Regions from separate parts of the Mus musculus genome. Here region 1 is linked to region 2. The links are chromatin contacts, called in public Hi-C maps. All regions are on one chromosome and are shown on one strand. Each heading gives the region's core, a stretch centred on a gene start, on an enhancer-like site or on the middle of the called end of the contact. The rest is flanking DNA. Distances are from core to core; before and after follow the strand shown.

The links. Hi-C and Micro-C count contacts between places; a contact is called where the count stands out from the background.
Region 1: a contact with region 2 is called in a Hi-C map of uterus, with 3 times the contacts expected there. The contact joins two enhancer-like sites. A contact is called at or near these places in 7 of 484 Hi-C or Micro-C datasets (CD4 T cells, cerebellum, nephron progenitors and 1 more) and 2 of 115 datasets of contacts at active chromatin or transcription factors (large pre-B cells and vascular smooth muscle cells).

The regions. Positions count from the first base shown.
Region 1 is chr8:114,913,227-114,919,996 of GRCm38.p6, forward strand. All of the region lies in intron 8 of Wwox (WW domain-containing oxidoreductase), which reads left to right. Among named protein-coding and RNA genes, the nearest start is that of Gm39257, 45 kb to the right of the region's middle. Within about 2 kb of position 3,110, at least 11 of the 459 cell types and tissues checked have an H3K27ac peak or open chromatin away from gene starts, as enhancers often do. A contact at or near this core is called in uterus, where this site is marked.
Region 2 is chr8:114,769,522-114,776,452 of GRCm38.p6, forward strand. The region is part of intron 8 of Wwox (WW domain-containing oxidoreductase); the gene reads left to right. Among named protein-coding and RNA genes, the nearest start is that of Gm16118, 65 kb to the left of the region's middle. Within about 2 kb of position 4,785, at least 58 of the 459 cell types and tissues checked have an H3K27ac peak or open chromatin away from gene starts, as enhancers often do. A contact at or near this core is called in uterus, where this site is marked.

The DNA.
Region 1 (6,770 bases), core at 1,860-4,359, 140 kb after region 2:
TTGTAGTTCCCTGCTAGAAAAAGCAAGGCCTGCATGGGACTCATGCGTAGCAGAAGCTGCTCACATCTAAGTGGATGTACACGTTTAATCGGAGGAGGATAAGAGCCTTAATAACATTTTCCCTGCGGAAAGAGGCGTCCCCACTCACTTCTGTTGAGTTTGGGACACTGAATCAGTGTCTGGGATATACCTCAGATCCCAGGCTTCCTCGTCCCAAGCAATGAAGTGGACCAGGGTCCCGGGGATGAGGATGCAAATAGAGGCAGTTTATTTTAAAAGGGGAAAGGTACCCCTGATGGTGGCCTCGGGCTGGTGAGCTAGGGAACAGACAAGCAGCAAAGAGCCCAGCTCCATAGCTCCTGCCTGCCTTTGCTCTCTCCTGTGTTTGTATATGGCGGGCGTTTCGCACCTGCTGTTTGTTACAAGTAGCAGACTAGAGAGAATTTCCACACCTTGCCTGACGATTGGCTTCTTTCCTGTTACTCTCTCTCTCTCTTTTTTTAAGTGATTATTTTATATGATGTGTAGGAGTGTTTTGCAGCATGCGTGAATGTTCTGCATGTATGCCTGGTTCCCATGGACGCCAAGAGTGTGTGTTGCATCCCCTGGACCTGGAGTTAGTTATAGGTTGATGTGGGTGCTGGGAACTGAGCCAGAGTCCTGTGCAAGAGGGGCACCTGCTCTTAACTACTGAGCGATCTCTGCAGCCCCTCTCTCCCCACTCTTTCCCTCCTCCCTCCCTCTTCCCCACCCCCCCCCCATTTTGCCTCATTAAGAAGGTCACTGTCCTTCACTTTGCTTAGGCAGAGTTCTGAGCTGTGGCTTCCCTAGGACGACCTACCTGCCCAATAGCCACAAAGCCTGTTAGCTTTGTGAACCCTGGAATCAGAGGAGACCTGGTGCCTGGTGAACTGGCTGCGTGATAGTGAACTCAAGAACTCCGCTCCAGTTTCATCTGACTCCAAGGTGTAAACAACCTTGCATTACTTTCCTGGGCTGATGGGAAAGTTGGACTAAGAGAAGGCGGTGGACCTGGTCTGTCTAATAGATAAGGTAGCCAATGGCCCGGGGCCACTATTTACATTTAAATTAAGATTTAAATCAGGCTTGGTCTACTGTAACTAGTGACTACTAGTACACTAACCTAGTGTACTAGTACAGTACACTAACCTAGTACACTAGGTAGTACTTGGGGGCTGTTGGATTTCTGTGGAACTCCCTACCAGGCAGAGGAGGAACTGTCTCAGCTTAGGTACACTAGTTCTTAATTACATCACTTCTGTGTAAGGAAACAACAAGGGGCACCCAGGCACTCAAACCAGAACCTTTTAACCAGGACCCCCCACCCCCACCCCAGCCAAACTCTGGTTGGTGCCACCAGAGTGTTCCTTTGTTTACAGTAAAGGAAGGAAACTGGATCAGGCTGAGAAAGGTTCTCTGCCCGGTGGAGTCTCTATGGACAGGCGGGATCTCGGGGGTGGGAGGGGGTGCAGAAAGCCCAATCTCAGAGGAGTCCATGTCGCAGGTGTTAAACCTGATTAGCCAAGCCGACTCCCCGTTAATTCCCTGAAGTGGACAGGACAGTTCCCTCTGCTCAGCACAAACCTTAGCGTCCGTCCTGAGTCAGCCAGTTCCACCCTGGTGGCCTCAGCAGGCTGCCCTTTAAGATGGAGCCTGTTCTCTGCCTAGAACAGAGAGAGAGAGAGAGAGAGAATCCATTGGTCAACTGGTCCAAACCAAATGCCCCCAGACCCCAGCCTGCCTGCCGCTTTGCATTCTCCTGCTCTGAGTCCAGGGTTGGAGGTATTCGTACCTAGCTGGTTCCCAAATATTGCCGAAGCTCTCTGAGTTCTTGGGTCTCTTCTTGGAGTGTTCATTCATTCATTCATTCGGGCTGCTCCAGTTTCTGCCCTGACAGAGAGGCCCGTCGTGCCCACAGTTACGTGACAGTGGAGTCGGGGTCTGTGATGTCACTGTCGGTGTCACTGTATTAGCAAGTATTAGCTGCTATTGTCACTGCACCCTAACTGACTATGGTGTTTACCCTTGAAAACGGGACCCATCAGGATATAGGTTGGACCGAGCTCACGCCGCCGCCACAAAATGAATATCATAGCTTTTTAACAACCTGAGAACCTTTCAACCTGAAGTCACCCATTCAAAGCAGAGAGAGATTTTCACCATGAGATTCCTGTAAGCAGATGTGTCTCTTCCCTTCTAGGCAGCAATTTTAAAAGTGTATTTCTATGTATATATGTATGCACGTGGAGGGGACATGCCACTGTACATGTGAAAATCAGAGGGCTACCCCCTCTCTCCTTCTCCCAAGTGACAGGAATGAATGAATCCTAAAGAGACATTCGTGCTCACGTCTGGCTATTGAATGAGCCCCCAAGAAATTAGAATATTCCTAGGAATCTCCTGTTTGGAGAAGAAAAGTCTGAAGGCCTGGGGTCAGCCAGAGGAGGGACTTACCACCGGGAGAAAAGCTTACCATTTGTCAGATGACCTTGCTGGAGAGACTTGGAGCTGAGACCGTGGCTGACTCTTATATAGCTCTTGCTTTCTGTTTAATCCTCCCTGTGCCCCTCCTCTAACTCCCCATGTCAGGACCCCGGAGAGGAACTTGAGAGTTCTGGGCACAGGAAGGACTCCTAGCTTTCCAACAGGGCACTTGGATGGCAGCTGGTTACTCACTCCTCTAGAGGTGAGGAAAGCCAAAGCACAGCATGTCTTCTACCCTCCCCATGCCTGTAGATATTCATAAATGACCTTATTTGGAAGCATTTTGATTTTGATTCTGGTGACAAGGGGAAGGGTTTTTTTATTGTTGTTGTTTGTTTTTGTTTTTGTGTTGTCTCCTCGCTCTCTGATGATCACTGTAACATGGTCCACCACCTGAAGTATTGCTTAGATAGACTGAAGACTCTTAGCATCTCTTCTCTTCACAGGTTCTGGTCAGAGTTTCCATTCTGACTTTATGACCCAGGAGGGATATAAAAGATGTCTGAGGTCATCTTGTCCAGTCACAGCCAGGCTAGGATTGTTCCCTTAAGGTGTAGTCGAGTTACGTGGTCCGTGCTCATTTCGGATGACGCACTGCTAAGATCAGAGGACTCTGGCCGTGTGGATTCTTGTCTTGTGTGAATCAGAGTCCAGCAGGAAAAGACTAGAGGAGCCAAGTCTGCCCCCAAAAGATTCCTCCCCTCGTGATGTTCTTCCAGTGGTCATTTTTGCTATAAATCTCCACACAGTGTGGGAGTTGAGTGCACACTGTAACTAGACCTAGAGACTATTTATCCTAAAATGTAAGAAAAAAATCCCCCAAATGAAAATGAACTCCGAGAACCCGCTCAGGCTACAGTAGCATGCACACCCAGTGGTGGCAGTGTGTATAAAAATCACACCCACAGGACATGGATTTGCTTACAGGATGCTGAATGTAACCGCATTTTGCTCCCGCCTGCCAGGAACACAATCCATACCCTGCCTGCTCTGCTCTGACCCATTGCCTTCATTTTTGCTCGCTGGGGAAAGAGACCCTGTTTTTCAGGATCTGCTTCTTTTCTGATGGTATCGGTCACTGTGAAGAGCCCAGCACAAGGCTACTTATGACTAACGTAGGGATTTCAGGGCAAGCTTGAGAGTTGGGGGAAAAAAAAGATCAAAAGAAAGGATAGGAAAGGACAGGGGGATACAGAATATGAGAGACTTGGAAACGGGGAATTGGAATAGACATCTAAAATAAAACAAAATGGAAGATGGAAGACGGGGAAGAGATCAGATGGTGCAAAATGAGGAAAAAGAAAGGATAACAGGCTTGGGACAAGAATTTACATTTAACCAGGGATTCATCCCCAAAGTGTCACCTTCTAGATCCTTCCTTTGCTATCGGATTTCGGTTCCCCAAGTATGCCTCATGGGTCAACTGTATCAGCAGCATCCCCTGGACATTTGTTAGAAATGTCACATCCCTGGCCAAGTTGCAGATGTCTTGAGTCAGAGAGTCACGTGGTAACAGAAGCATGCTCTGTTAACTGGCAAGTGGTAACTGCTCCTGTTTAAGAACCATCGCTGTTTGGTTTTTGAATGACTCTCTCCAGTTGCTTTCAGGATGGGTCCAGCAGTTCTGAGCTATTTCTATCTGTAGAGGATGCTACCCCTACTTCCTGTTTTTCTTCCCCCCCCCCCCCCCACCTCACCCCCAACCATCTTTCTAACAATGACAAAACCATTCTCTTCTGCCAGAAGACAAGTGTCACCTGGATGGCAGAGCCCTTTTCTCCTGAGGTCGTGCTCTGGAAGACATACAATGCTGTGGGCTAATCTACAGAGCCCTTCTCCGAACAAGTGCCTGAGTCTACAGTACAGACACAGACAAGCATGCGTGTGCATGCGCACACGTGCGCGTGTGCACTCACTCACACACACACACACACACACACACACACACACACACATCTGCATAGCTATATATCCCACTTTTCTTCCTGCATCCCCAGTTAGCACATCATGACTGACAAGAGACTAAGGACCAAGGACCATTAAGGACACGTTTTTTGTTTTTTTGTTTTTGTTTTTGTTTTTTTTTTTCCTAGATGGTGGTGGTGCAGGCCTTTAATCACAGCACTCAGAAGGCAAAGACAGGTGGATCTCTATGCATTTGAGGCCCACCTGGTCTACGGAGTGAGTTCCAGGGCAGCTAGGGATACAACAGAGAAACCCCATCTCAAAAAACCAATAAACATACAAACAAACAAATAAACAAATGCATGCATGCATACATACATTCATAGAAAAAGAATAACAGTAATGACAGTTTTCCCAAGGAGTTCCACAGACATAAAAGGTTATGATCTGTACAACCATACAAATGAACAGCTACATTTTCGTCCACTTTTGTCCACTCTGTGGCTTTCACTTGCAGCGCTCAGGAAACCCAAGTGGCTTTAAGCAGAACCTGGCCATATGCACCCACCACATTCTGGTTGGTTCCTACAACGTGATAATCACTTAAAGTCAAAAGCACGGCAGTTCATCAGGTCACATTTTGAGCTAAAGGCGTCTCGCTTATCCAAATGGAAAAAATCAAAAGTCTAAATGTCTCCCTTCGTTTTTAGCATGGGCCACAGTTGTTCCAGGGTTAGTTGTCTTGCACACTGATAAATATTTATCACGGTTAAGTGAACAATTATTGGGAGACAGATACTGGTTTACGATGCGGCTTCTTGGGGTGTCCTAATTGTGCCTCCGCCTTGCCGTTTTATGTTTTATCGGAATATGCAGACATATACTTTATGAGGTTGGGTAATGAAGAGCGAGAGGCCCCAGTAAACATATTTGCTAAGAGTCATGGTTATCTACAACTCAGCAACCCTGGGTTAGCATCACCCATATTACACAGTACCAGGCAAGCAGTTCATAGCTCAATTAGACCTTACTCGCTTCATTTTTAGGCATTATGTTATTCTAAATTAACACTATATTTCATATTCTCCAGGTCTAACGATTAACCAGATTTTGGAACCTTCAGGGTTTATTATTTAGTAATCCCCGAAGCTCTCAAGCAGGCGTTTTTTGTTTTTTTTTTAAATTCCTGCATTAAAAGAGATTAAAAATTAGCCGAGATAGCCTGTTAAATAGCCGTCTCTCTGTCCTTTGCTAATTGTGCCCAGGAATGAGAAAAGAAAACGCAGGCGAGGTCAGATGGGGATGTGCCAGCAAACTTGCCACCTGCTCATTGTCTGCTGAAATTGGGGTTATTTAAATTAGTAAATAATTGTGAAATCTCCATAGAGTGTCACAGAGCAAACAAATCAGAATGGGAGCTGTTCTCTTTCCCCTTTATACTCAAGTTTTCAGCAATAGCAATGCATTTTTGAATGTAAATATAAAGGTAAGCCATAATGGAAACCATCAAATGGAAAATAAAATTATAAAATTAAAAGTGGCCAGACGTGCAAATGTTTTTCAAGATAGTGGCTAAATTAGCCCTTGAAAGCATTAAACATTAAAAAAAAAAAGGCGGTGTATCATTAATGTGTGTGCAGGCACTCACACGTGTGCATGCAGAGTTCTAAGGATCAAACTCAGAACATTAGGCTCACATACCCAGTATTTTTACCCAACGAACCATCCTGCTGGTCCTAGGAATTACTTTTATATCTTGTGTCGTCTACATCCTTGCCTGTTAATCAGATAGAGGAATAGTTTTCTTTCCAAATATCTCAATACATAAAGATCACTTCCGATGGTTTGTCGTATCGCTTGCTATTTTTCTTATATGGGGGTTCTAACAAACCCGGTTTTATTCTGCTCTCCGTGTATAAACTCACTTCTGTATTTTGCTGTTGCATAGAAAACAGTCATTCTCAGAGACGGGCAGAATCTGCCTTTGTTACATAGACCACAACCCCGTCATGTGTGCTGCTTTGTGCTCTATGAGCTAGCCATTCACACGCTGGTCCTTTAAGTACTCTCTACACATTGTCCTTTCTCCTTCTGTTCCAGGGACATTCTTCCTTGGACAAATACCTAGAGACAGTTCGTTGGTCAGAATGTCGAGAAGCGGCAGCCTAAGCCACTTCTACTAGCATCCAGCGTGGGGAGGTTGCCTTATATCCTGTAATGCACAGGACAGACACTCATTCAGATCCCCACTGGTCTAATTGTCTATAGTGACCCCATTGAAAAGCTCTGTTGCCACACAGAAACATGGGGCATTTACCAAACTCTGCTCTGCCGCCTGTTGGCTGTGCATTTCATTTCTG
Region 2 (6,931 bases), core at 3,535-6,034:
TGGTAAATTTCATTGCAGGTTTTGGTAAATTTCACTGACGACATCCTGCCTTCCACAGTGGCCCACAGACAACCAGTGAAAACTCGGCCATACCTTCAGCGTAACCTAAAGGGATGAGGAGGAGATATTCTCTGAGAACTAGGAAGCCGGCTGCTGATCTCAGCCAGCTTTGCCTTCTGACCGTATTCTAGGTGTTAGGCTGGCTCACAACCCCCCCCCCCCCAACAGTGGTCCTCAGGTTCAGCTGGACATCAGAGTCACCTGGGGACTTCTTATAGAGCAGCGATGCTCCAGGATAATTGCATCCGGATCTCCAGGGAGCTGGGGAGCAGGAGAGGAAAGCAGTCAGGGTGAAACCCGCTTTAATCAGAATTTTCATCACTAGCTGCCGATCTGAAAGAAGGAAAGCTGAGTGAGAACCCTTTGGAAAAGTAAATCCAGGGCCCTGCTGAACCCAGGTCTCCAGAGACCAGCACTGCACCCCGCTTCGTCTTGGTGTTTATTTGTTTACTCTTGTGATTTGGTTAGTTCATTTTTTTTTTGTTCTCCTCCTTTAATCAGGGAAATGTGACTTGCCCTGGAACTTTGCAGAGCCATCCGCCCCTAGCCTTCCATGGCCTCCTTTATCTTACCAGCTGAATGGATACAGAACACTTTTGCCATGTAAGCCATCCATGTAAGGTGTGTGTGATCCAGTTGCTTTAGTACATCTACAACCTCAGAACATCTAATTAGCTCTAAAAATCATCCTGCATCCTTAGACACCTCAATCACACCACACACACACACACACACACACACACACACACACACACGGCCCTAGGCAGTGGTTAATTTCCTTCCTGTCTGTAAGGACTTGCCTGCTGTGGGCACCTCGGAAAAATGGAGTTATAGTGTCCATGGTGTTCTGTGTGTTTTCATTCACTTGGTATCCTGATTTCAAATTTTTCTTGTTAACAGCTTCTACTAATACCATTTTATTTTATTTTATTTTATTTTGTTTTGTTTTATTTTATTTTTGAATGCTATTCGATGGTAGGGATGCATCCATGTCCTGTTTGTCCGTTCATCACCTGGTGAGCATGTTTACCTCCGCCCCCGTGAACTTTCACCTTGTCAGTATCATCTCCATCTGACAGATATCTTGAAATACTTTACATCGGAAGCAAAACGTGATTAGCAACGCTGGAAACTGTGGCTCTTTTCACTCCACAACTGAGGTGCGAGCGACCTTGAACCATTACCGATGTTGCTTCTCCGTCAATGAAGGAGCGAGGGGCGCTCATCCATTCCCGACTTCTTCTCTCCTTCCCAAGGTGGCCAGAGGTGAAGGGAGGGTGTTTCCAGAGAAAAGGAGGGGCTCCTTTAAGATCAGCGCGAGGCCGTCAGTATTGTTTGCGTGATTAATGAGTCCATGGTGCCGAAGCTCTCATTTAATGTATCTGCGCCTTCTAAGAACATTTCGTTTCGTGCGCTTCGACTGGGTTTGAGATTTATGAGGCCTAACTTGCAAGCGATGTGCGCCCGGATTAAGGGAACCTGAGACTGTCTATTTATGTCTGACCCGAGGAAATTCCCTGTAAGCTGCTTATCGGAGGCGCTTGCTAAGGGCATGATGGGAAGATGGAGTCCTTTGGTCCCTGGTAAAATCTGGGATCTGCTCTCTTGCGTTTTCATAGTGCATTCAGAAAGTAAGTCCACCTGTGTGTATCTGCCCGATGATCCACTGGGATAAATTTAGTTTTAAAATACATATACTCTGCGACTCTCTGTTTGACTGCAAATGCGACTCTCAATTCGACTCCAAATACCAACTCTTCTGGGTACATGCATGTTTAATTCTTCGTTGTCAAACACCATGTCTGATCAAGGTGATTTTGAAGAATTTAATGCAACTCTTTACTCTCCATCTATTAAAACACGCATGGACTGAACTCTTCCTATCTGCTTTTTTTTTTCTTTCTTTGAAACTTTTTTTCACACTGTAACAATTAGGTGTCTCTAAAATCTTGTGAGAAGTGCACGCATTTACTGTTTCTCCACCAGGGGGCACTGTGGTTCGGCTGCCCATTTAAACAGCCGGTCTTCTATCCGTTTACCAGAAAATACACAGAAGGAATCCTATCTGGACGCAAACAGATGTCAACTCTTTCTCCGCACTAGCAAGCGGTAGTGTTGTCAAGTTTGTTAAACTTAGCTCGCTGGAGATTAACATGCAATGTATAATGTGCATGTGCCTAACTGTATAATAAATAGTAAATCACATTTTTATGCTTTCTCTGAACTTGGAGGCTTGCAAGTTATTATTTTTTTATTCCCTGGGTGTGATGAAATAAATAACCTTAAAATACATTTTAAAGATGTCAGTCAGGGAGGGGAAAAAAGTGCTTGGCACCGGTATTTGATAGATTTCTTTTGTGATTAATTCTCTTGTTGAGTTTTAATGACTTTAAAGATGTAAAAGCTAGAAACTACAAAACTAGACATGGTTAATAAATAACCAGAATAGCAGGTGTGGAGAGACACATCTGTGGGAAACTGAAATAAAATGTATCTCTAGGTTGTATTTGGAAATAGCTCTTTGGGGGGGGGGGGAGGGAGTTTTAAAACAGTGAACAGCAAGGTTGCTTTTATTTTTTTCCAGAAAAATTCTTTCAGAGAGTGTTCTCTAAAACCCACACATGTACACTGAATTATTTTATGACCTAATGTTTATTAGCGAGATCCATGTCTTGAAACGCATATGTCTTCCTGGAATTTTTGGAAAGTATTCACAAACATCTTCTGGTATTTTTTTTTTCATGCCTCTTTACCCAGCTCCCTTTCCTGGCTCTAATGCAAAGTGCTTTGCTGATGAACTGCCTTTAACAGGCCCAGAGAGCTGGGCCATTCCAGAAAACAGAATTGTGTGGACTGTGTTTCAGTAATACTATCATTTTCCCCCCTTCCTTGGACACTCAGAATTTATGAACTATGACCCAGTTTATCCTGAGAAGCTCTCTGTGGATCCAGGAGGGTGGAAGAATGGATGCCGGTCTCCAGACAGCAAATATAAGGCCCTTCACAGGGCCTTTTGCCTTGTCCCAGATGTGTAAAGCTCCTGTCACCCTATTGGAAGGCTGGATCCAGCCCATTAGCTCCACCCCCACCCCTCACCCCTACCCTGTCACAGGCAGTGCTGGGGTATTGACTTTCCTAGAACATTTCAACTTGAGTTCTTAAGCCCAGCAGTTTATAAACCAAACACACATTAATTAATATGAATAATGACTTGGAAGAGTCACAGGCCCCCAGAAGAAGAATGTATAAATGGACATATTTGCACATATGCTTTTGTGTCCAAAAGGAGATAAATGGTGTGTTGAACACAATCCCGTCTCCTCCGTGAAGGGCTATTATTGTCCCCGTTTTTTTTTTTTTTTTTTTTTTTTTTTTCCGACTCCCCCAAGTACAATAGGCCAGGCACATTTCACACAAGGCAGCTTCCCGCCCCAATCTCCAGAACTTCAAAGTTAAAAGATCTTTAAAAATAAATAAATAAATAACCAACACAGGTCTTATTTTTGAAAGCTCTGGATTGTAAATGAAGTCTAATTATCTACCTTCCCCGTGGCTGGAGGGAGGAGGCAGACAGAATATTCTGCCCTTCTCTTTGTATTATTTCCTTCTAAATGAACACACTTGCCAAGTGTTCAAGGCGACTTCTGCCACTACTGCACCTTATCTAAGTAGCCTGCTTTCTAGAAGGAAGGCAGGCAGCATCCTGCCAGGCAGACCCTTGTCCAGTGACTTTCCTATCAGCCCTGTTCTGGATAAGAGCAGCATAAATAAGCTCACACACACACACACACACACACATACACACACACACACACACACACACACACACACACACACACACACACACACTCCTTTCCCTGGAAAATCATCTTCTCTTTTTAAGGATCTGGGATGGGGGGTTTAGCTCAGAAGCCAGTGAATGTGAGCATTAATATCCAAGCCCAGAGAATCACTGCCTGACAGTGTTGCCTGACAGTGGCTTGCCTAAAAAGAGCAGGCTTCTTTCTCATTCCTGCCTAGGGAAGTTGGCGGGTCCTGCGGTCAGCAACACCCTCCTTCCCAGTCCTGGACGTGCCTTCCAGATCTTGCTAGCACACACACACAGCATGTAGACTGAAGGCTGGAAGGCGCCCCAAACATTTGGCCAGGAAGAGGCAAACAATTCCAGCTGGCCCACGTGCTGCGCTTTAAAAATTACCCAGATGAACTGATTTTGTAAAGAGCGGGTGGAGGGGACTCCAGGGCTGGGGGGGGGGTGTGGAGGGGACTCCAGGGCTCTGGGGGGTGTGGGGGGGTGTGGGGGATCAGGGTGCCGATTCAGCCTCTACTTAGTCACAAGCAAGTCATGATTCTGAGACAGGCAAGGGTTGGCTCTGCAGAGCACATTGCCTTGGCTGAATGCAAGAGACAAGAGATGATCTGGTAGGAAGGTTTACCACCTTGGCCTGGCCCCTTCCAGACCCCTCACACCACAGGGTCTGCTTGAGGATGACGTTGGTTTGCCAAAGAGGTATGTCTTCGCCAACAGCTGCCTCCCAGAGCCAGAAACAAGAGGTTTCGAGTTTGGGTGGGGGGGGGGGGGGCAGGGCTTCTGTGGACGTGAAAAGGCTGCCTCAGAACTGTAAGGCATCTCTCCAAATGTGCTTGGACTCCCTGCTCTCTCGTTCCCCCACGGACGACTGACAGGCCGCATTCTCTTGGCCCCATGCCCAAGTGAGTTCTTGGCACACATCAACATTGTACATCGCTTTTGCTTCAGAGAAAAGTCGGCTCGGTGACTTAGCCGCTCTGTCGAGCCGGAAGTCTCGCTCCTGTGCTCCTAAAATTTCATATTAACCTGAGAAAGAGAAGAAGAAAAAAATGAAAGGGAATCTTTCACTCTTTTTTTATTTTACTCTGTCCAGTCCTCAGAGGTGGGCGCTCAGAATCTCCCCAGTCCTACCCACCTACTGGAATACCCTGTGACCGGCAAGGGACCGTGTGTCTCACTGCCACACCTGTCCAGTTCCAGCAATGTCACGTTCACCAGCTGGCTCCTGTTAGAAGGTTGAAGCTGATTAATTATAACTTACCAGAGGCCTGTTCTACAGTAAGACTCGGGCCCTGTCTGTTCTGTACCACTGTGGAACACACAGGAGAAGCAAGATTCTTCTAACGAAGACAAGGTGATCTCAGATGAAGAGGTCAGCCCAGATAGCATTGCTTGCTACCTGTCCACCCAACCATGAGCAAATGTGTAGGCTGGACCAGCCCGTGTTCTGATAGAAGAGAACACTAGCGATTTCTCTGTGTGCTGCTCTGTTTAAAGGAACAAGTAACGGTAATAATATCTGAATATAAATTAATTTTGAAAGGATTGGGGAGGTGGCTCAGCAGGTAAATTGTTTGCTGAATAAGCATGAGAACCTGAGGTCAGATCTCCAGAACCCACTTAAGAAGGCTGAGCACTTGGCTCCAGCTGAGGAAACCTAGGTAGAGATAGAGACAGATCCTAGGGTCCCTGGCAGCCAACTGAGCTGAAATGGCGCATACTGAATCAAAGGGGTAGGGGAAGGCATGTATAGAGAGTAGTAGAGGAAGACATCTAATGTTGACTCTGTGGGGAATTGGTGTGAACATCACGTGCACACGCATACATATACACACTACAAATGCACACAAATATAAAACCGTACTGAAGAAAAAGCAAAGACGGGAGAGGTGGCTCAGCATCAAGAGTGCTCATTGCTCTTCTTTTAAATGACCCACGTTTGCTTTCCAGCTCCCGTAGTAGGCAGCACATAACCACCTGTAACTCTAGCTCCAAGAACTCTGACATGCTCCTCTGGCCTCTGCAGGCAGCTACATACCCATCGCGCGCATGCACGCACACACGCACACTCTCGAGTGCACACACACACTCACACACAAATTTTGGCCAAGCCACTATAGATCTAATTTTAAATGCAAAGTCTGAGTTATGCCCAGGAACCACGGATATTTATTTAGAGCAACTGACCATCGTGGGGGGGGGGGGGGCACAGATACAACTGGCAAAGGCAACCAACAGGCCCCGTCTCGGACAAGTGCCAGGGTACTCTGGTTCCCGTCTTGTAGATGTGTCCCAGCTGCACCCTCTCCTGGGAGTGCTTTGGAAGATGGCTAGTGTGCTCAGCTCATTAAATCTGTGTGTCTCTGATGTGAGGTTTTGCAGATCCCTGCAAACAAGCCCCCAGCGGGTCACATCGGGTCCCTTATCCTTGAGGAAACAGGCACATGGCATCTGTGTTTCAGTGGACATCCTATCTGGGGCTGCACCAGCATCCTGCCGTGGTCCTGTCCCTCCCTAGTCAAGCCTGCACAAATGATGTCTCCTGATACTGCATGTGGAAAGCATGCAGAAACCGCATGTGGTGTCATGGAATTGAGACATGATGCACGGAGGTGATGGCGGAGGAGGCGGCTGCTGCTGCTGCTGCTGCTGCTCCTGCTGCTGCTCCTCCTCCTCCTCCTCCTCTTCTTCTTCCTCCTCCTCTGTGGGCTGCCTAGAGAGAGAGAGAGCAGTCTCAGCTTGATGAATCAATATTGTTTTTGCCTTTGTAATGATAGCAAATAATTCACAAGAAGATTGCGATTTTTTTCTCATTTAAAAATACTTATTTAACTTTTAAGTATGTGCACATATATGTGCCTATGTGTGGGTATGTGCACATGAGGTACCAGTCGAGGGGGCAGATTCTCTGAAGCTTGAGATACGGCTCACTGTAAATTCTCCAATGCGGTGTTGGGAACCGAACCTCTGCAGGAGCAGAGAGTGCTCTAACCATTCAGCCATCTCTCCAGCTCCGTGATTGTTTCTTATTAAAACAAAACAAAGCAAAACCCTCTAAGG